Regions from separate parts of the Mus musculus genome. Here all the other regions are linked to region 1. Evidence: chromatin contacts called from public HiChIP or PLAC-seq data. All regions are on one chromosome and are shown on one strand. Each heading gives the region's core, a stretch centred on a gene start, on an enhancer-like site or on the middle of the called end of the contact. The rest is flanking DNA. Distances are from core to core; before and after follow the strand shown.

What was found. HiChIP or PLAC-seq counts read pairs in DNA pulled down with a chosen protein or histone mark.
Region 2: a FOXA1 HiChIP or PLAC-seq map of pancreatic cancer cells shows a contact between it and region 1. The contact joins the promoter of B4galnt1 here to the promoter of Stat6 in region 1. A contact is called at or near these places in 3 of 39 promoter capture datasets (embryonic stem cells and liver), 1 of 484 Hi-C or Micro-C datasets (embryonic stem cells) and 3 of 115 datasets of contacts at active chromatin or transcription factors (embryonic stem cells, memory CD8 T cells and pancreatic cancer cells).
Region 3: a FOXA1 HiChIP or PLAC-seq map of pancreatic cancer cells shows a contact between it and region 1. The contact joins the promoter of Baz2a here to the promoter of Stat6 in region 1. A contact is called at or near these places in 6 of 39 promoter capture datasets (the C10 cell line, cranial neural crest, hippocampal neurons and 3 more), 1 of 15 datasets of contacts at CTCF or cohesin (the NIH/3T3 cell line), 4 of 484 Hi-C or Micro-C datasets (B cells, embryonic stem cells, pre-pro-B cells and 1 more), 25 of 115 datasets of contacts at active chromatin or transcription factors (the 230-238 cell line, the NIH/3T3 cell line, the SCID.adh cell line and 17 more) and 4 of 9 other capture datasets (adipose tissue, embryonic stem cells, liver and 1 more).
Region 4: an HNF4G HiChIP or PLAC-seq map of pancreatic cancer cells shows a contact between it and region 1. The contact joins the promoter of Pip4k2c here to the promoter of Stat6 in region 1.
Region 5: a contact with region 1 is called in an HNF4G HiChIP or PLAC-seq map of pancreatic cancer cells. The contact joins the promoter of Kif5a here to the promoter of Stat6 in region 1. A contact is called at or near these places in 3 of 39 promoter capture datasets (hippocampal neurons, liver and pre-B cells), 1 of 115 datasets of contacts at active chromatin or transcription factors (pancreatic cancer cells) and 2 of 9 other capture datasets (adipose tissue and pancreatic islet).
Region 6: an H3K4me3 HiChIP or PLAC-seq map of embryonic stem cells shows a contact between it and region 1, with 12 read pairs. The contact joins the enhancer-like site here to the promoter of Stat6 in region 1. A contact is called at or near these places in 6 of 39 promoter capture datasets (the SN4741 cell line, cranial neural crest, frontonasal cranial neural crest and 3 more), 10 of 115 datasets of contacts at active chromatin or transcription factors (the 230-238 cell line, the SCID.adh cell line, T-cell acute lymphoblastic leukemia and 6 more) and 1 of 9 other capture datasets (pancreatic islet).
Region 7: an H3K4me3 HiChIP or PLAC-seq map of embryonic stem cells shows a contact between it and region 1, with 5 times the contacts expected there. The contact joins the promoter of Gli1 here to the promoter of Stat6 in region 1. A contact is called at or near these places in 1 of 15 datasets of contacts at CTCF or cohesin (the NIH/3T3 cell line), 3 of 484 Hi-C or Micro-C datasets (CD8 T cells and embryonic stem cells), 3 of 115 datasets of contacts at active chromatin or transcription factors (bone marrow-derived macrophages, embryonic stem cells and hepatocytes) and 2 of 9 other capture datasets (adipose tissue and pancreatic islet).

What each region holds. Positions count from the first base shown.
Region 1 is chr10:127,641,133-127,645,024 of GRCm38.p6, reverse strand. Stat6 (signal transducer and activator of transcription 6) reads right to left here and starts at 2,039. Exons shown (of 22, transcript NM_009284.2): 1 at 1,776-2,039.
Region 2 is chr10:127,163,065-127,166,956 of GRCm38.p6, reverse strand. B4galnt1 (beta-1,4-N-acetyl-galactosaminyl transferase 1) reads right to left here and starts at 1,801. Exons shown (of 11, transcript NM_008080.5): 1 at 1,438-1,801; 2 at 735-953; 3 at 75-239. The coding sequence starts at 952. It overlaps Gm51819 (a long non-coding RNA gene), which reads right to left. Exons shown (of 3, transcript XR_003949045.1): 3 at 3,274-3,292.
Region 3 is chr10:128,090,693-128,094,584 of GRCm38.p6, reverse strand. Baz2a (bromodomain adjacent to zinc finger domain, 2A) reads right to left here and starts at 1,802. Exons shown (of 30, transcript NM_054078.2): 1 at 1,735-1,802.
Region 4 is chr10:127,209,540-127,213,431 of GRCm38.p6, reverse strand. It overlaps Pip4k2c (phosphatidylinositol-5-phosphate 4-kinase, type II, gamma), which reads left to right and starts at 1,810. Exons shown (of 10, transcript NM_054097.3): 1 at 1,810-2,094. The coding sequence starts at 1,921.
Region 5 is chr10:127,261,356-127,265,247 of GRCm38.p6, reverse strand. Kif5a (kinesin family member 5A) reads left to right here and starts at 1,885. Exons shown (of 29, transcript NM_001039000.4): 1 at 1,885-2,480. The coding sequence starts at 2,352. It overlaps Gm40800 (a long non-coding RNA gene), which reads right to left and starts at 944. Exons shown (of 2, transcript XR_872171.2): 1 at 547-944.
Region 6 is chr10:127,968,202-127,972,093 of GRCm38.p6, reverse strand. No RefSeq gene overlaps it. Among named protein-coding and RNA genes, the nearest start is that of Gm23996, 17 kb to the right of the region's middle. Within about 2 kb of position 2,058, at least 33 of the 459 cell types and tissues checked have an H3K27ac peak or open chromatin away from gene starts, as enhancers often do. A contact at or near this core is called in liver and second pharyngeal arch cranial neural crest, where this site is marked.
Region 7 is chr10:127,339,537-127,343,428 of GRCm38.p6, reverse strand. It overlaps Gli1 (GLI-Kruppel family member GLI1), which reads left to right and starts at 1,850. Exons shown (of 13, transcript NM_010296.2): 1 at 1,850-1,870; 2 at 2,111-2,224.

The sequences.
Region 1 (3,892 bases), core at 790-3,289:
CTCAGGAAGGTTAACTTGTCCAAGGCCACTGGGCAAGAAGTTAGTAATCTGGCCCTTACTCATCATTGGGATTAATCACTATACTGTGCTGTTAGAATTCCCTCCAGCTCAGAGATCCCATCACCTTACAGATAGGACAGGAAGAGCTGGGAAGGGGGAAAGGGAGGGAAGACCAGAGAAGCAATGAGGACTGATCAGTCTGGAAGTGGGGGACAACAAGACAGCCAAAAAGCCAGAGGAAGAGAAGAAGAAAGGCAGGGAAAGAGGAGGGAGAGGGAGCAGAGTGCTGGCTCCTGAGTCTCTCAGGGGCCTCAGAGTGGGCTGGGTTGAGGGGGATGGCTCAGTGGTTGATGGGAGGGATGGCTCTCAGTTTATAATGACCTCTCAGAGAGGAGGAGGAGGAAGATGGGATGGAAACTCCCTGGGTCTCCCCAATTCCTCCTGCCTTTTGAGCCTCTTAACTCCCACAGGACTCCCATATAGAAGAGAAGGAGGCCACTTCACAGGACATTGCCTACCCTTAACCATCTTCCCGGTTGCTCTCCCACTCCCTGAGTTCTCACTCCCAAAGGCAGAGTCTTCAACTCTTGCATAGGGTCCTCCAACCAGACTTTGCTCTAAAACTGTCTACCCCGTTGGGTGGGGCATCCCGAAGAGTCACATTTGTCTTATTTTCAAATTTAAGAGAGGATTCTGTTCCCTTTTCCTCCCAGTCTCTGGAATGTTCGGATTCCAGACCTTTGGCCCTATCCTTACCCTACTGGGGACTGGGACCGCCAAGCCAGGAACAGCTCCAATTTCCTCTAAATCTCCCTGTAGAGTGACTCAAGTCTCATCCTTCCCCCACCCCAGACGCCATTAAGCCATATTTTTCTCCTGAGCTGCCGGTAACGTTGCAGGGTCTATAGGTCGGGCTAGGACAAGGACCGTCCTTTCTTGAGATCAGTCCCCTAGGGTGGGAAGGCGGAGCTACACTTCAAGAGGCGGGGCGAGCTTTCCCTTCCAGGCTCCCCCTCCCCGCCGTAGGGGAAGCCCGACAACCTAGAAGCTTCTTCGTAAGCTTGGTGGCCTAAATCTATCCCCTCCACTCCCGCATTCCGAGTCCGCTGGCCGTGTGACCCCAATATCAAAAGTCAAGGGCTTCCCTGAGTTGTCCAATGTGCGTGTATATATGACGGTGGCGGCGCTGGTGGGGGTGGGAAAGGGTGGGAGGAGGTGGAGCCAGGTCAGCATGAGGAGGGTTAACCCCCAGCCGGCTGCCCTCCACGGGGAAATCTCAGGGTTTACTGCGGCCAAAAAAGTGAGGGGGAAAGTCCCCCTCCTCTGGGGCACCATGAGATCTACATCTGGGTCTCTCTCACCCTCCAGCCACACCCTGAGTAGGAACCTTTAGCGGGCAGCAGCTAGGGGTTGGACAGGCTCGGGGACCCTGGAGCATCAACTTCTAGGGAAAGGCAGCCATGTCCCCCAACCCAGAGAACCTTTCTTCTCCTCTGCCCAGCGACTGTCCCAAGACCCAGGAGGCGCAGGGCTGAGGATTGGGGAAAGTGACGCGACACGTTGGGGACCGGAATGTGGAGGCCTGTACCCACCCGAGTCCTTCGAAAGTTGGAAACTGCCAAAACCCAGTGCCGTCAGCTAACCCCAGATGAAACTATTTTCAGGGGACCAACTGCCCCGCCCAGGGGGGAGGATCCGAGAGGCCCCGAAAATCCATCCCTCGTGGTTCGTCAAAGCCCCCCCATAACCTTCCCTACTCGCAGACGTCCCCTCACCTCAGCAGCCCCGCTGCTATCTTCTCCCTCTCTCAGAGGGCACTACCAAGCCCCATGGGTCTGTAGGTCTGTCCAGCGGGTCCTGGGCTGGCCCTAAAAACTCAATGTGTACAGACACACACACACATATGCACACAGGCACGCGCGCACACGCTCGAGCGCGCGCACACACACACAAACACACACACAGGCACGCACGCACTCGTCTCCGGGCCTTCTTCACTGTAAACCCTGGCTGCCCCGGCCTGCTGTTTCCGGCTTCTCTGTCTGCCCAGGTCCCTCCCTGGCGCTCTGACGACACAGAGAAGAGAAAGTGGGCTGGAGGAGGAAGAGGAAGAAAGTGGGGTGAACCTGTATGTACCCGGTGGGGAAGCACGTAGTGGGGAGGGCAAAGCTGGAGCTCCATTGAACCACACTGGAGGGAGGCTGACCTTTACTCTAATCCCCTTAGCACTGATCCATTCCCCACTCCTCGGAAAAGTCACCTAATATCTGGCAGAGGCATGCCACCCCGAACTGCCTAGCTACCACACAAACTTTCTCCGGGCCAGAGATTGGGACCTCGGGGAACTGTGCTATGGGACATCTGGGTTGTGTGCGTCCTCCAGTGGAGGACCCTGAAAAACAGCTGGGAGCCCGAGGCCCCTGCACAATTAGGCTCACCTCCTTCCAAGGCAGGAACGCCTTAGAAGTCCCGTGATACTGTAGGGAGGAAGTGGGGGAGGGGAACCCTTAGCTCAGAATTCTGGAAGTCTCCGGGAGTCCCTTGGAGGAAAAGGAATTCATTCGGGGATACCACGTCCCAAACCCTAGTGATAGCCACTGAGGGCTGCCAGGGTGCCAAGTTTGAATGTGAATATGCTGTGCAACCTTGGCAAAGTTCCTATCTGTTTCTGAGGTAAACACTGAGACACACCCCAAAACAAATATGTGCAATTTCCCTGGCCACAAGAAAACACACACACACACACACACACGCATACACACACACATACACACACGCACACGCGCGTGTCTGAGCTTTACACATGTAGCAGCAGGCTCTCACACATGACAGCCCTCAGAGCCTCTTAGAGTCACACACACACACACACACACACACACACGCCCCTTGTTCAGCCTCTGAATCACCATCATAACCAGAGGACTGTCCTGTAGTTTTTGTTGGGGAGGATAACAAAAGGCCAAACCTGAAAGTCGAGTGTATGGAGGGATAGTCTGAGGGTGGCTGTGTCAAGTTGGAATTTTGGCTTTCCATTGCCTTTCAGGGCTGGGCTGAAAGAGCAAAAGCCAGGCTTCTGGCGCCCCCTGGTGCCTGAGCTGATTCCTCCACTGCACATCCGTGGGCACTGTACACAGTGCAAACTTAGATCCACCCAGGTGCCAGAGCAAACTGTACATGTACATATAATATAATCATGGACTCTGAGCAAGACCTATTTGTGTTCAAGTCCTGCCAAAGATGCTAACTGCAGAATTGGCTGGTTCATTATCTGTAGGACGGAGCACGCAGAGTGGCTTAAGCTGTGGGGTTGTGAGAATAGAATATACTGATACATAAAGGCTCAGAGGAACTCTGGTCACCTAGTAAACAGCAAGCAGGAGGTACTTTTGTTGTTGTTGTTGTTGCTCAGCTACTTGGTTGGACTGTGGTTGTTGATGCTGTTGTTGAGACAAAGGGTCATGTAGCCCAGGATGGCCTTGAAATTGCCTAGTAACCAAGGACAAACTTTAACTTCACCTCCCAAGTACCAGGCTTAGAAATATGCAACAAACAGCAAGAGGGCTTGTGATGCTAAGAACTGAACCCAGGGCTTTTTGCATGTCAGGCAAGGATGCTACCAAATGAGTCACATCCCAACCCAACAATTAATATTTGATGGGTTGGGTTTTTTGTTCTTGTTTATTTATTTATTACATATGAGTACACTGTCACTGTCTTCAGACACTCGAGAAGAGAGAGTCAGATCTCATTACGGATGGTTGTGAGCCACCATGTGGTTGTTGGGATTTAAACTCAGGACCTTCGGAAGAGCAGTCAGTGCTCTTAACCATCTGAGCCATCTCTCCAGCCCCCTTGATGGATTGTTCTTAATGTCTATAGATATACTGTCTAC
Region 2 (3,892 bases), core at 552-3,051, 480 kb after region 1:
CTTTCTTCCAACGGGGTCACTACGACACCACTGGCCTCCCTGGGAAGAGCTGGATCCTCCTCTCTCACTGGTACCTTGCAAGGAAGGCCTGGTATTCCTGCTCCCTGGCGACAGAAACAGCCCTCAGCTCCTCAGCGTCAAAGGCTTTAGTGAGGTCAACCGCCCGAACCTGTCTCAGAAAGGGCAAGGGAAGGCTTCCTCCCTTGGATTCACAACTGCAGTTGTTCTGAGCCAGCAGCCTAAAGGGAGGAGAAGCGGCTTCAGAGTCCAGGTAGGTACCTAAGCTCCATTTATCTCACAAAACGCACAGCGCTGCACACTTTGATCCCTCAACTCTGCCCACAGGTGAGAGACAGCTTATCCCTTAAATCTGTGCGTTACAGAGGTGCGAACTAGGGCCAATTACTAGGATGTCTACGTAGCCGCCATCCAGGAACCCTTCTGGAATCTCAAGTCTAAATCAAGACAGCAGGCAGTCTCCGGGTGCTCTTTTGCCTGTACATCCTCCCACACTCCAGTGGCGGCGACAAGGTTGAGGAGGATAGATTTGCCGCGCCCCTGTCTCCCCCCCAGTTCAAGCTTCGGTAGCCCTCTCCACCTCCCTGATAACTGCACCCAACCAGTCAGCAGTAAGCAGCGTCCGAGTCTAGCACTGGAGGAAACAAAAGCTCCCCGGCCACCCCCTCCAGCATGTTCTGCGCTGTCGCCGCCGCCACGCCGCGGTCCGCACTCACCCCACCACTTGCTCCTTGATCCTGACCGGGATGTGTGCGTAGCGAGGCTCAGGGGCAAGGTCTAGCAGATCGAGTCTCGGGGGACCTTGTGGGGGCGACCACAATGCCAGAGGGTTCGGGAGACTTGGCGCGTTTCGGGTGCTGGAGTACAGGAGACCCAGCGAGGCGCAGGCGAGCAGCAAGACTAGCGCATAGAGGGCCCGGCGGTCTAGCCGCATCCTGATATGGGGGAGGGTGAGAGGTGACCAGGCTCTCAGAGAACGTGAGGGCCGGGACTCTGGACCCCGCCGCCTCCGAGGCTCGCGCAGGTACCCAAGGCCAGCCATCTCCGCTCCGCACGGCGCGCACCCCTTCCCTCATGCTCACGCCAAAGGTCTCCCGGCCTCCTTTCTTCCGCCTCTCTCTCGCCTCTGGGCTTCCGCATACACCCAAGGCTTGCCGTGGTGACATGCAGTATCTTGGGTGCGCAGCCCTCGGGGACCCCACCCCCACCCCACGGGCAGCAGCCGGGCCAGGGTGCTGCGGAGGGGCGGCTGTACTGCACCTGGCGGGTCAGGGAAGGCACGGTGTCGCGCCCGCGCTCGCGGGTGCCCGGCCTCGGTGACCCTCGGGTGGCCTCGTTGAGCCACGGGCACGATGCGCGAGGCCAGGAGGACGCCGCTCCTGCCCACACCTCGGCCGCCGGGCGTGCCAGCGCACTGACCTGTCTAACGTTCTAAGGCCGCGGCAGGATCGCGGTCCGGGCAGTGCCCGGTTCTCCGCCCCGGCCGGGGGGTCCTCATGAGGCCGGCGACGGCCTGATGCGGGAGCTGGGCGGGAGGGAGCCCGACAGTGTCGGGGATCCGACTCCTCCCGCCTGCGGACTCCGGGGCTTTGTAGACCGCAGCGCGGGGGTGGTTCTGAACGTTTCCTGCCGGGGTGAACTGGATCGTAAATCCGCCGCGCCCCAGCCCCAGCGACAAAGCGGGGAAGCCCTGGCACCGCGTCGCGCTCCCAGGCAGCCGAGGGCTCAGGCCTCCGCCCGGCTCTCACACCGCAGCGCAGCGCCGCTCCCGGGCTGGCTGCGGCACAGGCTCGGGCTCTGAGCGGGGATGGCGAGCTCCGCGGCGCCGTCTGGCGGACGCGGAGAAGATTGCTTAGGCGATGAGCCCTCCCGGGAAGGTCCCCCCTTTTCACATCCCTTCGTCCCCAAACCGCGGTGTCTAAGATGCCAGTTCCCGGTCCCCGCCATTTCCCCACTCGTTCACAGTGTAGCCCCAGGAAGGGCGATTGGGTTCAGTATGCGGTCTAACCTCATTTCAAGGAACACTTGGATGGGGAAGATGAAATAAATAAAACCAGCCAGCCCTGGAGGTGAACACTGCCTCACGAGCAACAAAGACAGCGGCCTCTCTCTGACCTCTTGGCTCCGAATTCCAGCCATCAACCGAGGCAAGCCGTTACTCAATGGCCGGCCTACTTCCCCTAACTGCTTCTTGGTACAGACTTGAAGAGGAACCGCAGAAAGTGGCCAGATGGACAGTGAAGTAGGCCATAGGTGGCTTGATTCCCGACACTGACCAGAAACAAAGTCCTGTGGTTCTCAGAAGGATCAAAATTGAATAGAAAAATAGGTAAAACATAATGAAAAATGTGTCTGGGGGTTGGGGCTGTAGATAAGCAATATTGAATGAACTGTGTGTGTGTGTTGGGGAGAAGAGGGAAAACCCACCCTTAAACCAGAAGTTTCAGATCAAATGCTAAAAGTAGAATTACAAAACCTTTAAAATAAATCAAGGGCTTTTTTTCCTTTACAGTCGGAAGAGATCCCCTAAGCAAGAGGCGAAGGGAAATATTAGTAAACCTGTCTATATAAAACACTTACTGGAGAGATGGCTCAGCAGTTAAGAGCACTGGCTGGTCTTCCAAAGGACCTGGGTTCAATTCCCAGCACCCACATGGCAGCTTACAACAATAATTCCAGTTCCCGGGCGTCTGGATACCCCTTCACAGACCCACATGTAGATAGAATATTATTGTAAATAGGAATAAATTTATTTACAAAACACTTGATAGACATCGGGTGTAGAATGCAAAGTTAGGTTTTTATTACTGTGCCCAAGAACTCCGTGAATCAAAATGATCTTTGTAACCGGTCAACTCCCTGCCCGAGGACAGATACGCCACGATTCTCTGGAAGCTGTTACCCGTATCAGATAGCAAGCCACATGCGTTCACTTTTCTAGGGGATCACAGGGAGTTGAGAGGTAGGTAGGAGGAAGTATGTCAGGATGTATGCTTGCTTCCATCTGACCAAGGCATAGCCTGTGAGTTAGCCCTTTATAATCACCTGGCCATTGTAGCTGGTGGCCATTTTCTAGGAACCCTGGAGTGGACTGGCCAGAGTCCATCATCCTGGCTAGTATTAAAGCTTGCTTCAAATTTTGTTCAAAAATTGTGGCAGTCATCTTATTCTTGACTGGTAGAATCAAAACCGACGTGGCGCATGCCTTTCTTAACACCGTGGAGTCAGGAGCTGAGGAGTTAGCAGGTTTGGTCTGGTCTAAGTAAGTGAGACCCTGTCAGAAAGCCAACAGTTGGGTTGGGGGATATGGCTTAGTGGTTAAGAGCTTTTCTCCCTCTTCTAGAGGACCCAAGTTTGATTCGAAGCACCCATGTTGAGTGGCTCATAACTGCGCACTAGGAGACTTTGTGCCCTCTTCTGGTCTCCTCAGGCTCTCTCTCTCTCTCTCTCTCCCCCTCTCTCTCTCTTCTCTCTCTCTCTCTCTCACACACACAGCACACACATGCAGACACACGCACAAGTGTTGAAGATTAACCTCATTGAGAGAATGGTATTTTGAGATTTTTCATATATTGTTTCCCTACGCATGGAAATATCTTGTGAAGCACACACACACACACACATATGTTCTTCATACATGTGCGTACATGTGTCCGTGTGTTAGGATGTGGTGGTTTGGATGAAGAGGCTCCTCAATTGGCTGAGATATTTGAGCACCTGGTCTCCAGGTGATGTCACTGTTGGATGGAGAAGGCACCTTACAGGAGGAAGCGCGTCCTTATGGCTGGGCTCTGAGAGTTCAGAGCCTCAGCCCACTTCCTGTCCTCTCTCTAGTGGGTTTTGTCAGCTGAGGTGTGATCTCTCTCTCAGTCTC
Region 3 (3,892 bases), core at 553-3,052, 450 kb before region 1:
TGGTACAGAAGGGCTCCTATCGCTTTATCCCACCTAGGCTGCGATCTTCCCTACTCTCTGAAGGATAAAGGTGGGCAGGGAATACGCCCCAAAGCTTTTTACTTTTTGCCGGGTGCCTTAACATACAACACTTGTGACCTGCCCCCCACCCCCATGCCAAATCTGAACGCAAAAAAGCGGACTTGATCCCATGTGTCCCCAAACATTTGTCAATCCCCATAACAATGTGGCTGGTTAGCCAACAAGCCTCCCTTCAAGAAGCTACTCCAAAGAGAAAGGGGCCAACGGTCATTTTATTAGCAACCTGTGAGAAGAGTGTCTGGGGAACAGACTGAACCTCCCACAAAACAAGCCAGAGGATGATGAGACGTGAAGTGGCGATAAACACCTGCCACCGCCTTCTCACCCTCCAAGTTCCTGCTGTACCTCCCTGTCTCTGGGTCAGCTGTCATTGTGCCAGCCACTCTGGAGCCAGATGGCTGGGGCTATGAGATGGTGGTATGCATCCTAGCTGTACCTTCCCTTTCCTCTTCAAGACACTCCAAGCATCCAACCTTAAGCACTACAGGACACACACACTGCGCCCTTCCCAGCACCTTTAGTTGTGACTCAGAGTAGTATAAGACAAACCCTGACACCCATTCTACTAATTCTGGAGGCAGGGGCACTAGAGAAGGAGCTCGGGGCTCAGCTGGATGGAAAGAGTATTTCCTATTGAAGGTAGGGTAATTATAAAGACCTCCCACTCCATGACTGAACCGATCTTGCCTTAGCCACAGCTCTTGGCCCTGTAGCAATTCCCATTGGTTCCTTTTCGGCACTCAGGTTCGGAGGAGACAATCTCACCGTATTTTGGTAAGGTTAGGTTCTCTCATAATATGCCAAAAAGATTGTAACCCCTCCCCTTCTCCAAGTGGGTCTGCGCCCCTCGGATTTAGTCTCCAAATTCCCCAACGGACAGCTGGGCATATGATAGGCATATAAGACAGTGACATCTCGGGGTTTTTGTTTGTTTTGTTTTCTGGAGTAACCTGAAATAGAGAAGGTTGGGCTTCCTTTGCCTTACCCAGCACCCCCAATCCCTTAGAGACTTAGCCCCAGTCTTGTTCTGCCGCAACAGCCGCTGAAGCGGAGTATCACAAGGTTCCCGCAGCGCCGCTGCCCCCGGCGCCCGGACTAGGGGGAGGGGCCAGCTCCAGCGGGGCCGAGCGCCCTTCCCACCGAGATCAGGGGGCGGTGCTCGGGTCCGACCCCAAACTCGGCAAGAAAAGCTTTAGGTGAGACTTAGCTGAACTTGAAGGGTGAGCGGAGCAGGGCGGACAGCGCCCGTAACGTGCGTCGTACCCCCCGCCCCCCGCACTACCAGGAGAGGGGTTGGGGTGGCGGTTATCTCCCCCCCCCTCCGGGGTTAGGATGGCGTGGGAAAGCGCTAGTTCCAGAGAAGAGGAGGCGAAACCCAGACCGCGGGAGAGCTTTCTGGCGAGGGAGGCGCGGGGGAGGGGAGATCCAGGGCCGGAATAGGAGGGGTTCCCGGGAGAGGATGGCGGAGAGGCGTGAGAAGCCTCCGGATCCCGGGCGCAGAGGACAGGGGAGGAACGGGCGAGGAGGCAGGGCGGGGGAGAGAGCAAGGGCAGCGGGCGCAGGGAAGGTCAGAGCTTGGATCCCAGGGGAGGAAGCGGCTGCGGGGACGCCCTGCCCTGGACCCCGGGCCTGGAGGCGGATGCCGGGCCTCACCTGAAGCAGGGCCGGGCCGGGCGGCGGCGGCGGCGCAGGTGGCCGAGCCGGGCGGCGGCGCCTCCTCCCCCAGCCCGAGGCCGGCGGCGGAGGGGGGGGGGGCGGCGCTTAAAGGGGCAGGAGCCACCCGGGTGAGGACGAGCGCTCAGGGACGGCTGTCGCGAAGGCTCCGCTGGGGGAGGGGACGGCGGGTGGCGTCTCCTAGGGGCCAGAACCAGGAAGGATCCCAGATGCAGGAAAAGACAGAAACTTCTGCGGCGTAGTTGGGGACAGCGGTGGGTCTGAACTGGAGTACTTGAAGAGCTCTTTTTGCCGGCACGGGGCGCCCAGCTAAGACTTATTCACAAAGGAGGCTGGAGAGACAGTGGGAGCCACAAAGATTCAAGGAGGCCTAGGAGAGCAGGAGAGGGAACTCAAGGCCGAGAGCATGTCGGGGTCACGCACAGCGCCCTGCTAGGTAAACAGGCTTCTCCCGGCCCTATCCGTACTACAGCTGTACAAATCTGGAATCAGGAAACCACAGAGGCAAAACGCTCTCTGTCCTGTCAATGGTGGAGGCCATCCGTAACAGGGTCGTGAGGCTGATGCAGGGCTAAGAATCGACTTTATTCATTGCTCGGTTTGGCCCCAGCCACCACCACCACCCTTGCAGCAACCTCTGGGGCAACAGGAAGCAGCTGCTCAGTGCAGCCCCGACCCGGTGGTGGGTTAAAGGGGGGAGGAAGAAACACCGAGAGAAACTAGGGGGAGGGGAAGCATCTCTTACAAGACCAAGACTGAACTAGTAATGAATACAGTAAAATACTACTTGAATCTCTGCACTTAAATTGGAGCGGGGGGTTCTAGGGTGAGGAAGGAAGCCCTAACCTAAGATACAACCCCAGGCTCTTCCTTAGAGCTGGAGCTTGCCAATGCTCAGCAGCTCACCAGCTAAGCCCCGTGTCCCCCCCACAGTCCGTTTCTCTTCCTTCACTCCCCCAAAAGAGCAAAGGTTAGGCCCCACCCCTGCTGAGTCAGCCAGAGAGGGAGCTGGGCATCCCTCAGGCCTTTCCCAGGGGCAGCTATCATACTTACCCATGTCAGGCTGGCAGGACTCAGGATTAGGACCCAGATTCTCACTGTCCTTGGGTCTTGCTTCAATTGAAGGCTACTGTTGGATCCTGTCCAACTATGGGCTGGGAACTCGCAAACCCCAAAAAAGCCAATGTATGCTTCCTGCGAACGACACAGCCTGAACTGCTGTAGGGTGATGTCCCTGTATGACAGACTGGGGTGGGAGGGAGGAGGGAAGGGCGGGGCTTTCATTGGGTGGAGAGAGGGAGGAGGCGAGGACAGGGCCGACCGGAGAAATATGGAGGAAGGTTAGAACTATATTAATACTTTAGGACTGTGGTTGAAGGGGACAGTAAAGGATGAAGGAAACAAAGAGTTACAGCTAGCGAGAGAGAAAGGTTCTCTACAAACCTTAGAGAACACGAACACCGGGATGGAAATGACCTTTAAAATATCAGTTTCCAAGTCTGTACTTGGGTGACAAAGCAGAAAGAGGTGACCTGTGTACTCTTAGGTCTTTATCAGCTTTTTGCCGACTCGAGTCAGGATCTGGAGCTGTCCCCACCCGGTAACAGCATTTCCCCCAACCCAAGCTCCAAGAGCAAACTACCAAGAACAGGCAACTCAGGGGCGCCACCTTCTGTCCTAATCTTGACACAGGAGGGACTGGAGCCAAGGACGTCATAGACAGATGGAAGCTCAAGCCTCTACTCCACCCCAGGAACCTTTCCCAGAGCCCTTTAGGTCACAGAGCTCAGAATTGGGAGTTGAGCTGTCCAGAGCTCTACCCCAAGTGGACAACCTTACAAGGTGAAACTTATAGATGTAGGCTCCTCCCCAGGCCAACTCCAGCTGGTTTGTAAATAGTCATTAGACTATAGAAATACCTCCTTGCAAATAGCCTTAAATAGATTTCAAAATGGTGAGATTGCAGGTCTTGTAGTGTCAAATGCTTCCACAAGAGGCCACTGGCTGGGCTCAAACACGTTGTAAGGCACAAAATACATCCTAGCATAGTGTGTGCTAAGGTACCCATTTTTATGAAGAGGAAGTACTGCTTTTCAAAAGTCCCAGTGGCAACAGTATCAAGATTACTCTTTGTAAC
Region 4 (3,892 bases), core at 561-3,060, 430 kb after region 1:
CTGTCCTTTGAATCTCACACCCTCAGTGAATTTTCCAAATTGACCTTGAGCTGTTTTTATTTAGTCATGTGCTTCTTTATTTATTGTGGAACCTGGGAATGAGCCCAGGTCTTGCACATGCTAGCCAAACACTGTAGCACTGAGGGACACTTCCGGCCTCAAACCTTGTGCCTGTAGATGCCATTTCATCTTCACTGGGTTAGCTCACCATCAGTATACGGATTTTGGCAATGTTCGTCATCCACCGGAATGTCAGAATAAACATTCTAGCAGTGTAAAGCAAAGAGGGTCTCCTGTGCCCATGTCCCGTCTCTAGCCTTATGTCTTTATGTCTTCTGTCTTCCTTTTGGTCTTCATCTTTGTATACTGCTCTTTCCCTAGGAAGCCTTTCAACATCTTGCTCTGAATTTACCTTTTCATTTATTTATTTTGGTTTTCCCAGACAAGGTTTCTTTGTGTAACCCCGGCTGTCCTGGAACTTGCTCTGTAGACCAGATTGGTCTGGAACTTAGAGATCTGCTTCCCTCTGCCTCCTAGAGTGCTGGACTAAAGGCATGCACCACCACTGCCCGGCATGTCCTTATCTCTTAATACTGCAGCCTTCTCCTTGGCTAGTCTGCGTCTTTAGACTTTTAATTCCTCTAGGGTAGAATTTTTCCTTTGCTTCAACCAGAGGAGAATCAGCCCCAAAATGGTAGTGGCTTCCAATTATGTTCTCAGTAAATACCTGTTGACTAGATGAATTAATGAACGAATTAAAAAAAAAAATCAACTTGGGGCCATGACCTAAAATTTCATATTTCCAGAAGATGAAGACATGACTTAGCCGGGCAGTGGTGGCACATGCCTTTAATCCCAGCACTTGACAGGCAAAGGCAGGCAGATTTCTGAGTTCGAGGCCAGCCTGGTCTACAAAGTGAGTTCCAGGACAGCCAGGGCTATACAGAGAAACCCTGTCTCAAAACAAAACAAACAAACAAACAAACAAACACCCAAAAAACAAAGAGAGAGAGAGAGAGAGAGAGAGAGAGAGAGAGAAGAAGAAGAAGAAGAAGAAGGAGGAGGAGGAGGAGGAGGAGGAGGAGGAGGAGGAGGAGGAGGAGGAGGAGGAAGGGAGGGAGGGAGGGCTCAGTGGTTAAGAGCGCCGACTGCTCTTCCAAAGGTCCTGAGTTCAAATCCCAGCAACCGCATGGTGGCTCACAACCATCTGTAACGAAATCTGATGCCCTCTTCTGGAGTGTCTGAAGACAGCTACAGTGTACTTACATATAGTAAATAAATAAATAAATCTTTAAAAAAAAAAAAAAAAGAGCATTAGCTCTTCCAGAGGACCATACTTGACACCCAGCTCCCACAACTTCAGTTCGGAGGATCCGACGCCCTCCTCTGGCCTCCGGGGCACTGAACTTACATCGTGCCAGCCAAACACCTATATACATAGAACAATTAAATGTATATATTTAAATTTGTCATGTCTGCAACCCCAACTTCATGGAGTCTGCAACCCCAACTTCATGGAGGACCAATCCTCACTTCCGTAATACCCAAACTTTATACCGAGAATGAGGCAGGGGATAGCAAGTTTGAAGCCAGCCTGGACTAAGCAAGGAGACCGGTCTCAAACAGAACGTTCGCCTACGGACAGAGCTCATCCACTAGAAACTGGACAGAACCGGAAGCGACAGAAGCGCCGCCCTGCACAGCGCCAACCCCGCATCCTTGTGAGTGCAACCCGAGCCAGGTGACCGCCCGGCAGCCGAGGGGGTGGAGCCATCCCCGCCGGCCCCGCCCCGCCCCGCTCGCGCGCCTGAGGGCGGGCCTCCGGTCACATGACGGCTGCGCAGGTGAGCACCGCTTCCGGGTCGGGCTTCGGAGTCGCGGCTAGCTCCCGCTTCCACTCGCTCGGGTGCGCGGGAGACTATGGCGTCCTCCTCCGTCCCTCCCGCCACCGCACCCGCGGCAGCTGGAGGCCCCGGCCCGGGATTCGGCTTCGCCTCCAAAACCAAGAAGAAGCATTTCGTACAGCAGAAAGTGAAGGTGTTCCGGGCCGCGGACCCGCTGGTGGGCGTGTTCCTGTGGGGCGTCGCTCACTCGGTAAGAACCGGCGGGACCCCGGCTCCTGCCCCTTGGCCCGAGGATCATCCGGGTCCTCGCGCTGCCGCCTCTCCCCCGCCCGGCCTGGTTCCCAGCGCACCATTCCCCGGTGTCCCCCGGGGTGGCTTCTGGTGGAGACTCTTGTCTGTCCCCTTCCCCTTTACTCCTCCCCTAGAGTTCCATCTTCACCTGATATCCAGCTCTGTTCCTTGACTCCTTCCTGTCAGGTCCAGCCCCAGGCTACAGGGACTGGCCAGGATCCGGCTGCAGCCAGAGGGACATTAAGGGGAGTGGCTCTGAAGGGTTATTGGTGAGGTCTGGGTGCGACAGTGCGTGAAGCGTGTCTGGGTACTACTGCCTGGCCAGAGAAGTAGTTTGATTTCCTCTCCACCTTGCTTTTGAGCCCCAGCCCTTGACTTTCGAACCTTGGCTTTTTCTGGGAATGCCTCTAGGCTTTTTGGACCTTCTAACCCTGCATGCCCTTTCCAGAGATTCAGCGTTTCAGAGAAGTTACCCCACTCTACCCTAGGGATGCCCTCTCTGAGGTCGAAATGCTAATATATGTCTTTGGGCTTAGCTGTGTCCCCATTGTTGGCTGGAGTGATGGTGTTTGCTATAAATGGAGTCACCTGTAACCAGGGAAAGGTTGAGGAGCCGTGGTGGCAAGGACGTTATTGGTGGACTTTAGGTGCCAGAAGGGGCTCGGAACAGTGCAACTGAGACCGATGGGCCCAGTGCACCTCCTGTCCTGAGGATATCGTGGAGGAACCAAGGCTAGTGAGGCATGGCTGGTTTTCTCCTTACTTAGGTCGGGAGTAGGAAGCATGCAGTTATCTTGAGCTTGACAGGGACTATTTTGATTACCACTTCTTTGGGTTGTAGACATGATGTGTTGTGGAGGTGTGAGGGGGCGAGGAAGAGGCCACATTGTTATGTTCTGATTGGAACATCGCTGGCGGTCAGTTAGCTCCCTTCTGCCTTGGCTGCTCTCAGGGGTATTATCTTTAGCGAGGATTCCATTTAAGGCATTTGCTGTGGGTAAGACTAGTGGAGATAAGGCTGCCCTAGTACCTTCCAGGTGACTTACCCATCCCCGTGGAACATGTACATACAGGGGAGGGTTTTCCCGTAAGACCTACCTCACGCTCTTTAGGCAAAATACCATCAACACCTCGCTTTCCAGCCAGCACACATGAACCTCAAGATTTAGAACAGAGAAACTCCTTGAACATATGTCTTAGCGATGATTCAGCGTGCTTAGCAGGTGGTAAGGAGCAGGCAGGAAAAGCTGAATTTTAGGCTGGGACTCTCAAGTAGCTTTTTCTTTTTCTTTTCTTTCTGAAGGAATATGTTCTGTCCTCTTTCCTACCGAGGACAAGAGCAGTTGCGTGCACTGTGGCATGTGGGATTTAGGTTAGACTGCAACCTTTGTCAAGTGAGAAAATGAGGACAGGCATTGTCTATTCACTTAATAAGCGGTTCAGGACCACTGTGTGCCAGGCACTAGACTAGCTGAACCTGCAAGGTGCCGATTAGACGGGGCCTTGCCCTTGCAGAGCCCAAAGCTAGGGAGAGGGACTTAATATAAGCTGGGGATTAAAGTTTTGTGCAGATGTACTGTTAGAGGCGCGAGCGGGGGACAGGGGTTGTAGTAACACAGATGAGAAAGGACGGATAAGAGTCTCCCCTGAGTGAGTGGGCTGCAAGGTTTGGAGACGCAGGGAGCTTATGCCTCCTGCATCCCACCTGCATCCTTCCTGCTGTCGACTGAACTGCACCCGGGGAGCAGACGCCTAAC
Region 5 (3,892 bases), core at 636-3,135, 380 kb after region 1:
ACAGGAACGTGGAGATCAGAGGACAGCTGTTATGCATCTGCTTTCTCTCCCCACCATGGGGGTCCTGCAGATCAAACTCAGTCGTGTGGCAAGCCCCTTCACCTGCTGAGCCATCTCACTGACCCATTTTTAAAACAGAAGGAAAGGCTGGGTGTGGTGGCACATGCCTGGTCTAGTGAGTCCCAGAATCTCTATGTAGCTCCAGCTGTCTCAAAACAAGAACAGAAGAGGAGAAGGAGGAAGGGGGTTGGGGCTGGGATGGGAGGTGAGAGACAAATAGAAAACCTACTACGTGCTACTAGAGAAATAAAAAGGTACACTCAGGACAAAAGGAAGTCCTCAAGCCAGACACAGTGCTGTCCACATATATTCCTAGCACTTGGTAGCCTGGGTAGGAATACAGGAACAGGCTAGCCTGTGTAAGGACCCCCCACCCCCCACCCCCCCGGCCAGGTCCCATCTCAAAAATTAAAATAACCGAAAATAGAGGATGAACTGTTGCAGCTGTATAAAAACCTTGTTGGGGGCATGTGTGGGCACACATACCCACTGAATTCTTGCCTCGATGGACTGTCATTTTGAAGTCACTAAGGATGCCACCTTCTTGTCTCTAGAGGCTGGACGTTGGTATATTTCCTGAGCTTGCAAGATGCTGCAACCTTCAGAAACAGTGCCAAACGACCGAGGGTAGCGTTCCTGAATTAGGAACTCGCCATTCTCATTCCTGGCTTCTGCCCAAGCCTCGGCCTCTGTCACCATGATCTCCAGGTCATGTATTGGGCTTCTTTCTGTTGGTTCCCTTAAGAGTCAAGGAGTGTGACTAGTGAAGGCCCAGCTCAGCTGGTATCTGGCCGGTTAGGGCTTGTTTGTCTAGGCCACTGCCCTCTCATCCTTCCCCCTTAGTAACTAACTGACCCTAGACACTGGCCAGTTTCTGAGCCAAGGCCTCCACCCCCTCCCTTCTGATTTCTCCCATCACCCCATCTTCCCCTTGGCTGGAACCTCAAGCCCTGCATCGGAGCTCTCTGTTGACAAGCAGAGGCTGTGACATTGAGCGAAATCAATTTGACCAGCTCGTGGTGTTCCTGTTTTGGGCTGCGGAGGAGACAGGACAAGAACTCTCTGGGCTTGGCTCTTTGTCCCCTTTCCTTTCCTTTCCTTTCCTTTCCTTTCCTTTCCTTTCCTTTCCTATCCTTTCCTCTCTCTTTCTTTCTTTCTTTCTTTCTTTCTTTCTTTCTTTCTTTCTTTCTTTCTTTCTTTTCTTCCGATGTGGAAACTGGGAGAAGAAAAGAATGGAGACTCTGTCCAAAGGTAACTAGGGCAGTAAACACACAGAGATACTGAGCCCGTCTGAGACCCAAATGTAACTCTTTGCCCTGGAAGCTCCTCACAGCAGGACCTCTGGCCCTTTGTTCCTTTCCTCAGGCTGCTATACTCCTGTTCTCTTGCAAAAGCTGCCCTGCCTACCCATATCCCACCCCAACCTTAGAGGCCTCGATGAGAACTCCATCTGTCCCTGAATGGCTGGAAGATAGCTTGTCTTTCCTTCTATTATTATATTATATTTACTTCTATTATATATTATATTATAGAGGAGTAGGCAAGACCTGCCTGTCTTTTCTCCATGCCATGGGATCTAGACTTCACTTCTGTAGCTTCCCACCCGTAAAGGCTCACTGGCTCATTGTACATCTGAGGGGCAGAAAGAGGCTGGGAGAAGGAGGATAAGTGTGATTTAAATATGAAAAGTGGGGTGTAATGGGTGTTTTTTGTTTTGTTTTGTTTTGTTTTTTGCGGGGGTGTGTGTTCTGGAATTAAGGGAATGGGAGGCCCGTAGGTGCTCTTTCCCAGGCAGGCGACAGGCCCACCTTAGTCCTCTTTTCCATTCCTGTAGGTGGAGTCTAAGGAGGAACAGACAGGTCGCGTGTAGCAAAGTGAGCTGTGTGGGGAAGGGGTGAGGACAAGGTTATTTGCGAGCCTCCAAATCAAGGAACCAGGTGAGCCTAAGCCAAACTCCACCTTTGGGTGGTCGCAGTTCGGAGGATCACCTCCTGCGAAGGAAACCCCGCCCCCGCGGCTCCGGCGCGCCCCGCCCAGGCCCGCAGCGCGGCTGCAGCGCGAGGGGCGGAGAGGCACAGCGCGGCGAGAGGACCAGACGCCCAGGTCGCCCGCATCCAGTGCCGCAGGACACCGAAAGCTCATCTTCCCCGAGGCGTTCCAGCTGCTCCCTTGGCCTCAGCGACAGATCACCTGTCCACTGCCTCGACCTCAGCCCAGCGTCCCCTTCCTCCGGAGTACACGCTACCCTTGCAGTCGGAGACGCTCCCAGCCCCTCGTCGTCGTCGACCACCATGGCGGAGACTAACAACGAATGCAGCATCAAGGTGCTTTGCCGATTTCGGCCCCTGAACCAGGCCGAGATTCTGCGGGGGGACAAGTTCATCCCCATTTTCCAAGGGGACGACAGCGTCATTATTGGGGTGAGTGCTACATCCGAAGGAAATTAGAGGAGGGGGCGGGATGCAAAAATCTTTTCACCCCCAAGACTTAGTCCCTCTGCCTGTCATCCTGCAGCAGCTCAGGGATGCTCAGCCTCCATCCTCTCCGCCGCAGCCCCTCCTCTCCCCTGCATCAGGATGGCTGGGTGTGGCCTGCCTAGGCCTGCAGCCAAGTCTCTGCAGAGTGGGAGGGGGCTCCTTTCCCGTCATCAGGAACCCCAACTTGTCTTTGCTACTCTCTTGCAATGTTCCCACCCCTTAGAGCCAGTTCCCTGCCTTTGTGATGTTTTCCCTCTCCCCTAGAGAAAGCGCGTTTTCCCTTTGTTATTGACTCTCATCTCTACCCTAACCTCCACGAAGGGAGGGGAAGGTTAGTGGATGGGCTTGATAGGAAATGAGAAGTCTAGGGCCTCTGTGGAGGAATGAATGGGAGTGGGTTCTAGGACGGGCCCTTCCATCATCGCCTTTAGTAGTTGCTGCCTGGACTTGGGGGGAGGGAGCAGAAATCTGGTGAAGGGTTTTCTGGGAAAGCTGTACACAGATGCCACACCCAATTGGAGAGTTAGCCTCTAGGATCCTAAGGGCCTGTGTGCCTTTCTATCCCGAGTGTAGTATCAAGATGATTTCAGATCCTAAGCCCTCCCAAGTCAAAGTGCCCAAATCCTGAGTTTGTACATACTTGCTTATTCATCTTAGTCTTGAAGATCCAATACAAGGTAGTATGAGTGCTACCTCGTCATGGCAGCCCTCTCCCAAGGAGATCGTCAGGCGAATTAATGCTTTCTGTGCACTTGGTGTTCTGTGCTTAGGACTGAAGTCTCAAGATTGCAGTAAGCAGTGTTCATACTTCCGTTTTGCAGACGAGGAGATTGAGGTTCAAGGAAGTTGAATGACTTTCTCAAGGTCATGCCGAGACTCCGTAGATCTGCTAGTCTACAGAACTGAACTTGAGTCTGTGACTCCAAAACCCACATGGTTTTCCTTTATGCCACCCCACCTCCCCAGATTTCCATTCCAGGCCATTGTGATGGTCTGAAGGGCCGCTCGGTCTTGCTCCTTCCACCTTTCTTAGGGTGTTAAGGACTTTCAGGGTAAGAGGATCTGAGGTCCAGTTCTGTAGGACTTTGGGGGTATTGAGCCAAGAAGTTGTTGTTAGTATCAGATGGGAGGAGCAGCTATGAAGGCAGTTGTCAAGGTCAGGATGATTCTTGAGTGCCTTGGTCCACAGTGCTTGGCATAAAGCAACCAGAGAGGGGACACCTGCACCTTCTGAGTTAGGCAATGTAATCGTGTCTAGGAGAAGCTCCAAGCTCCTACCTCTAGCCTGTCCTAGTTTCACAGAGTGAACTCGGTGGGTGGTTTTTGTAGTGTGTGTGTCTTTGCCACAAGAGAGT
Region 6 (3,892 bases), core at 809-3,308, 330 kb before region 1:
AGCCAAGATGAGACCTTAAACAGCTCTCTCAAAGTTCAGATAATTTAGGATTCATGCAGTTAATCGGTTTGTACCTTAACTTGAGGTTTAGATTCCCTCTCAATCTGCAGAAAGCAATTTAATCAGATATCTTTGTCTGGCTGGGTGTGGTAGCACATTCAGAGGCAGGTGATCTCTGTAGTTTAAAGTAGACTGGTCTACAGAGTGAATTCCAGGACAGCCAGGGCTACACAGAGACACCCTGTCTTGAAACAAAAACAGTAGCAAAAAGAGAATTTGTTCCAAACTGATACAGAAGATGTGTTATCCTAAGAGTCATCCAATCTTTCTTCCCCTCTTCAAAGCTGAGGGTATCAACATTAAGACTAAGGTATTTAAAAAATTATTTATTAATTTTATGTGTATGAGTGTTTTGTCTGCACATGTGTGCACATACCAAATAGCACCCATGGATCTCAGAAAAAGATGTCTGATCCCTGGAACTGGAGTGACAGACGGCTGTGAGGTGCCATGTAGGTGTTGGGCACTGAACTCTGCAAGAGCAGCAGGTGCCCTTAACTGCTGGGGTATCTCTCTAGTCCTGAGCAATGTATTTTTAAGATTTAAGAGAGAATCGTGGGGCTGGAGAGATGGCTCAGTGGTTAAGAGCACTGACTGCTCTTCCAGAGGTCTTGAGTTCAGTCTCCAGCAACCACAAGCCTCACAACCATCTATAAAGGGATCTGATGCCCTCTCCTGGCATGCAGGTGTACATGCAGACAGAGCATCATATACATAAAAAAATCGAGAGAGAGAGAGAGAGAGAGAGAGAGAGAGAGGGAAAGAGAGAGAGAGAGAGAGAGAGAGAGAGAGAGAGAAAACAAATGACTTTGTTGTGACTTTAAATGAATTACTGAACCCGTAAGATGAAACAGTTTAAATGGATTAGTAGCCAACAAATAATTTTCAATGAATTAATAGTTTAAACTTTTCTTTTAACCTATAGCCCAGTTTTTCGTGTGATGCTGTGAAGATTTCCAGATGTTTGATAGATGTGGACAGCAAGACAGCTGGGCTGCAATAAGAATGATGGTTAGGATACAATTTGTTTCTCTCTCTCTCTCTCTCTCTCTCTCTCTCTCTCTCTCTTGGGTCTGGGTCTCTTGTCAAGTAGCCTAAAGAGAAATAAATTAAAGATATCTGTGTCATAAGTTTGAACTACAGATCATGTGTTGCTATGAAAAGTCACAAAAAGGTTTTGCTTGTTCAAATCCCCAAAGGACGAAATTCCACTCTCTACAAACAGAAACAGCCCCAAGGCTAAAGCTCTTCCTTTCTTTAGTCATGCCTGGGGCCCAGGGTCACTGGAAATGGGAGGCCTGCAAGAAATAGCAAGTAATATTAATTCCATCTGAATTTGGAATTCAGTAACAGGAGGGATATGGGCAATCTGCAAGCCAGGCAGGTTGAGTTACAGAGAAGCCTACAATTTAGTGGTATCCCAGGCCTGTGGCCAACCAGGAGAAACAAAACCGCTTTGTTACCTCATGACAGTGATCACTAAAGACTCCTTAGGGATGGGCTGAACACAGAGGAGAGTTTTAAGCCTTAACACAAGCAAGCCCTTCCCCCTTTTCCACATCCTCCGTGTAATCAGGAGGGCACACAGTCCTGCATATTACCCAGGGCTTATTATTATTTTCTCAGTCGTTCCTTTCTCAAGAGGGCATGGGCTTGTCCCTACATCTTACACCTTGTTTTTTTTTTTTTAAAGCATGTTGGTCACATGATTTTGTAGGCCAGATTGGCTGTCAGTAATTTTCTGCTCTAAATTCCTAGTTTGGCCGTGTAGGGGTAGCTTTGTGGAGGTTAGGTTTCAGTGTGCATCGTGGGGAAGGAGGCTGGTAGCATTATTAGTGTCTTCCATTCAATCGTTACTAGGCCAATACTGGCTGGGTGTCCCTTTACAAAAACCGAAAGGTCAGAATTTATTTCTTACAGTAATCACATACTTGTGCATGTCGTGCCTTGTTCAGAAGATAAACATTAACTCTAACTGGAGAATTCAAATGTTCCCTGACCGAAGGTCTTTCTGATAGGGCCTATGGAATCAAAGTGTGGTGTAATTTCTTATCTTTCCCACACACACTTGCTGGGGATCCATTCCAGGTCCCAGGGCTTCATGTGAAACAAACTCTGCAGGAAACCTACACCCCCCCCCCAGCTACATTCTCAGCTCATGAGACTCCTAAATTCTTACTCCCCATTTCTGTTCCTGACTCCTCTAAGACTGACTCTCACTCCCTACCCTGCCTGCTTCAACTTTTTTTTTTTACATATAGTACATGCATGTGGTGTGTGTGTGAGTGAGAGAGGGAGGGAGAGAGAGAGAGAGAGAGAGAGAGAGAGAGAGAGAGAGACTATGCTGTCCAGAAGAGGGAATTGGAGCTACATAGAGTTGTGAATCACCAGAAATCCAGAAATGGGTGCTGGGATCTGAACTCAGATCCTCTGGAGGAGCAGCAAACGCTTTAAAAAAAAACATTTATTTATTACTATATGTAAGTACACTGTAGCTGTCTTCAAACACACCAGAGGAGCGTCAGATCTCATTACAGATGGTTGTGAGCCACCATGTGGGTGCTGGGATTTGAACTCAGGACCTCCTGAAGAGCAGTTGGCGCTCTTAACTGCTGAGCCATCTCTCCAGCCCCCTGCTTCAACTTTGAGTCTCTTCATTTTTCTTTCTTTTTTCTTTTTTCTCATTGTTGGATCTAATTTGTATTGTTCAGAGGGGCCATCCACGGGAGCCCGACTGATATACGAGGAGCCACATCCCTGAAGAAAACTGAAGCTTTCTCTCCTAATGCCAACAGCTGCAATAGTGCTTCAGTTACGGGGGCATGTAAGATTAAATAGGAGGGTATAGCCGATTCCTTTCTTTGAGACCAGCGCTAAGATGCAATTGAGGGATGGTGGAAACCATGTGCATTATTCTCAATGGGTCTTCCCCAGGAAACAGAGGAACCCAAGACTCATTTTGCAGTCTAAGCCTGAGATTCATTTCACACAGCGCCTTGTCCAAAGCCTATCAAATTGCTGCCTCCTAGAACCTATAATTCTTCCTTTTCTTTTGTTTAGCAAGATGTCCCATGGCTCCTTAATGTGTGGGCTCCATTCTGGTGACTTTGTTAGGCATCACCTTTTGTCTGGTGGCTTCAGAATAACTGGGATAAGAGAACTTCAAGGTCCAGCCTCTTATCTGAGAAGATCGGTTCAAAGGAGGAAGATTTATTCTGACTCATGGTTCTAGTTTGGGTCCATTGTCTTTAGATCTGAGGCAAGGCAGAGCATCATGGGAAACATTTGGTAGAATAAAGCTGCTCACTTGCCCTGGAGTGGTTGGGAAAGGGCACAGTGTGTGTTACCCTAGAAACCAGATCACCTGGTTTCTGTTGTAGATAGCCCTGGGGCTAATTATATTTGAAGTGATTCAATTCTCCTGTGAGTAGTTTCCAACTAGGAATGAGTCTGCACTCAGGTGATTTCCTGTAAAACCTGCTTCCCACCTTAATTTGTAAAATAAAGGAGATCTGATGATTGGGCAGATAAAATGGAAGGTGCAGCAGAAGGTGGGAATCGAGAAGAAGGAAAAAATGGAAGAGGGAGTGGACACAAAGGAGGAAGAAGAAAAGTGGAGCAGAAGCACATGGCCTGGAGAAACCTCAAGTTCTAAGGGGTCTCATAGATGGAGAAGATGGTAGTGTAGTGGTAGATCTGCCCAGTCTAGGTGCACAGCATGTAATCATATTAACTGTGTTGTGTTTTCATTGCTGGGGCATATTTGGGATGGAGATTTACCACAATAAAATGGTGTCCAGTGTATTAATTTGAATTCAATTAACCTGATATA
Region 7 (3,892 bases), core at 601-3,100, 300 kb after region 1:
TCTTGTGGTTTGTGCTTGTCACCGAAGCACTGGGGAGGCTGAGGCCTGGACAGCTGTGAGCCTGAGCTCAGCCTGGGCTCCTGAGTAAACTCTGGGTCAGCCTGGACTACTGAGTAACAGTCTGTCATCAAAACACAAAAGCATTTCCCTTTCCGCAGAACTCAAAAGGCTCCAAAACTGTCAGTCTGTGTAAGACAAGTCACATGACACGTGTAGAACTCTTTCTCTGTGGTTACTGGTCTGGCCTGGCTGTGGGTACCTTGTAAATTTCATGGATGTAACTTGTCAGTTATATGGAGTGTTGTCCCTTATCTGTTTCTACTGTGACTCCTTGCACTTGTTAGGTCTCATATGTGTCCCTGTCTTCATCTTAATTTTTTTTTTTTTTTTTTTTGGAGACAGGGTTTCTCTGTGTAGCCCTGGCTGTCCTGGAACTCACTCTGTAGACCAGGCTGGCCTCGAACTCAGAAATCCGCCTGCCTCTGCCTCCCGAGTGCTGGGATTAAAGGTGTATGCCACCACTGCTTGGCCCATCTTAATTTAAAAACAAAAAACAAACAAACAAAAAACACTTACTTTGCAGAGCCAAGAAGGTGGTTTAAAAACAGCGCTATGGCCTGAGAGATCTGTTTAAGGGAAGACTCTCTCTCCCCACCCCGCCATGCTTTTGAGTCTTTCTCAGGTGGGAAACTGAAATAGAGGCCCTCTCTCTGTGTCCAGTCACCATGGTAACACAGATTCAAAGAGACAGGGTACTCCCCTATCACGAACTACCCAAGGGGCTCGCAATCTTCCCTGGCGTGCCCTTCTGTTTCTTTGAGCTCACGCAGCTCCCTGGGCATCCGATTGGGCTTTGGGGACAGGAACCTGTCAAATTTCCTTAAGTTCGCCAGTGCAATCATTTCCACTCCGAGGGGTGCCATGTGCTAGGACGACCAGCAGAGGGCGCGAAAAGCCTTAAAGAGAGAGGTGTGGAGGTGGCAACTGCGTCCAGAATTTGGAGATGGAGAACGGAGTTTCTCCAGAGAGGTACTCTACACAGAGCACCACTGTCCTCAGTGATCTGTGAATGCACATTCTGCACTTAGAACTCTAGCCCGTGTTCTTCCTTCATGTTCCATAGGTCGCACCCCCTCCCCTCCTCTACATCAGTCAACCCAACTTCTTTCTCCCAAACCCCAACTCTCCAAATGCTCCACGTTCCATCCAAAGAGTGAGGCTGGCCTACAGACCACGACATGGGGAAAGCTCAGTTACGACCAATGAAGCCGAAGACCGAGGCTTCTGGTTTAACTTTCTGGGTGAGCTTTCCCCCCTCCCTCTCCCGCCGCGCAATATTTTCCTCAATGTTTTCCTGGCTCTGGTTCAGAGCCTCTTCGTGGACAGCCGATCCAGGGATCCGCGCCGGGATTTACTGTCCACCAAGAGCAGCGTGTTCGGGCGGGGGGGGGGGTAGTAGGCAGTATAGGGTCCCTCAAGGGAGGGGGAGGATCCTGGGGGTCCTGGGGGTGCCATAAGCCCGGCACCCCCTCTCTAGCTTCTATCCACCCAGCTCATCTTCTAGAACGGTCCGAAGGAAGGATATACGAGGGAAGTGAGCGGGAAGAGCCGTAGCGTGCGGGTGGCAACAGCGAGAAAAAGTTTTTGCAAAGGGGAAAAAAAAAGTTTGCGCTTCTCGCGGGTGGTCCCGGCTCGAGGCCCGGCGGGCTGGGCCGGCGGGAGGGCTGGGGGCCAGGTTGGGAGGGTGGGGTGGCACTGAAGCTGCGCTGCAGTGGCCCTGTGACCCCCCTCCCCGCCACACACCTCCCCCCCCCCCCAGCCCAGTTTCCAGCCCTGGACCACGCATCCCGAGCACCGCGCCCCGACGGAGGTGAGAGGGGGGCAGGCGGGAGACCACCTGGGAGCGATGGGGGAGGGGCTGAGGAGATGCTCTGACGCCTAGGGACTCACCCTATCCCAGAAGGAGACCTGGGGCTCAGAGGCAATATGGGGTTGGGAGAGTTTGGGGAGAGCAATTAGGAAGTTTGGGTGTTTTCTTGTTTTGCTTTAATTTGTGCCTTCTTTTCTCTGCATCCCCTTCTTTTTTTCTGACAATCTGTGTCTGTCCCAGGTCTCTTTGTCCGCGCCTCTCCCACATACTAGAAATCTCTCCCTTTCTTGAGGTTGGGATGAAGAAGCAGTTGGGACGGCCAGCTGGAGGTCTGCGTGGTAGAGGGAACTCCAGGTGCGTCTCTGAGCGCCGTTGGAAGACGTCAGTGTTTCTAAGACGGGACCCACCGCAAAAGAAGGGAGCGCTCAGTGGGGTGGGAGTAGCGGTGTGCCAGGCAACAGAACCCCTGAGGGCCGGGCTGGGATTGGACTCCTGACCTGTGGCTGTGACAGATGTGCACATGGGGTTTAGGGGCAAAGGAGTGGGTTTGGACTCGGGAGGAGGCTGGGTGGGTTTCCTAACATGCGGTGTAGGCCGTAGAAAATCCCTAGGAATTCTGGACTTCTGAGTTCCCAAAGACTGTGGGCAGGGCCCCCGAGGAAGAGGAAGAGCTGGGGAGACCTTGTTTTGACCCTCTGACCTCAGGACCACCGGGGCAGCTGAAGCCAGGCGCCGGGAGACCCCTACTGGGGCAGAGCGGGACCACTGGCTACTGCCAGCTTGTGTATCCCTGTTGGCCCCCCGCCCAAGCGGGATCTGGGGACCGAGGCCCCTCCTCTGGCTCAGACCACCCTGCCTGCCCTTGCTCCCCGCTCTGAATCCTCTTTCAGGCCCCATGACCCTGAAACAATCAACCCAGGACAGTTAGCTTTGGGAACAGCATCAAGGAAAGGAAACTCCGTAGAGGCCGAGGGTTTGGGGCATCCGGAGAACCAGGGACTTTATGGTATAGGTCTTTCCTTCCAGTACGGGGAGAAAAGATGGGCAGTTTTCTTCTGGGAAGAAAGTTCGTGAACGCGGGTGATTTACCCTAGGGGGGCGGGGTTCAGAAGGACCCCCCTCCATTATCTCTCTGGGCATCCCCGCCGGACAGACGTCTCCGACTCACTCTTGACGTCACTAGGGGGTTCCCGGGGGTCTATAGGGGTTAACCCTTAGGAAGCCGGCGGAGATACCCAGGAATCCAAGGTGTCCTCTCCGCGCACACCTTATTTACACAGGCACTTCTTTCTCTTAGTTTCTGGTTTCTTTTTTCCCACTCCACTATAGGGACCCCACTTTCCAATAGTGCCTCCCCCCCCCCCCCGGGCGCTACTGCCTGCTTTCAGGATGCGCTGAGAGAGGGAAGAATGTTCCACCCTTCACCCCCCCCCTCGCTTTTCTGGGCTCCCCAGGCGGGCGGGGAAGCTGAGCCGTCTGCAGCCAGAGCCTGCGGCGGCGACTTGGGTGGGCCGAGAAGGCACGGGGGCGGGGAAGGCGGGACCGGGAAAAGGGGGTGGGGCCGACTCCAGGGAGTTGGGGAGAAGGGGTACGTACGTAGAGGACTCTAGAAAATAGACTGCGAAGATGATTCGGGTCTTTGGTAGGCTAATTCTCATGCTCCCATCCAGCCCAGAAAACCTTTACTGAAACTGGAAAAGTTAGTAGTATGAAGAGGGAGGCGTGAGTGTAGGCGGTGGCTCTCGGTGAAGGGGGCTGTCGCCCCGTTTTTATCCTGTCTCTTGGAGCTCTCGGGCAATGGAACAGGAAGAGTGACAACTTTGAGGGAACTTCTAGTGTCTGGGGGTCCTTTACAAGTCCTTCCCTTCCCTTGAATGAGTCACAGAGGAGAGAGGCGGGAGATGTGCCCCCTCATCCAGCTGCCAGCCAGCTGTGCCCCCCACCCCCACGTTAGTGCCAATGTCGAGCTGGGAGGTCTTGGATGCGGGATTCGGGTCTCGGCTGGAAAAGGAGGAGTTAGCA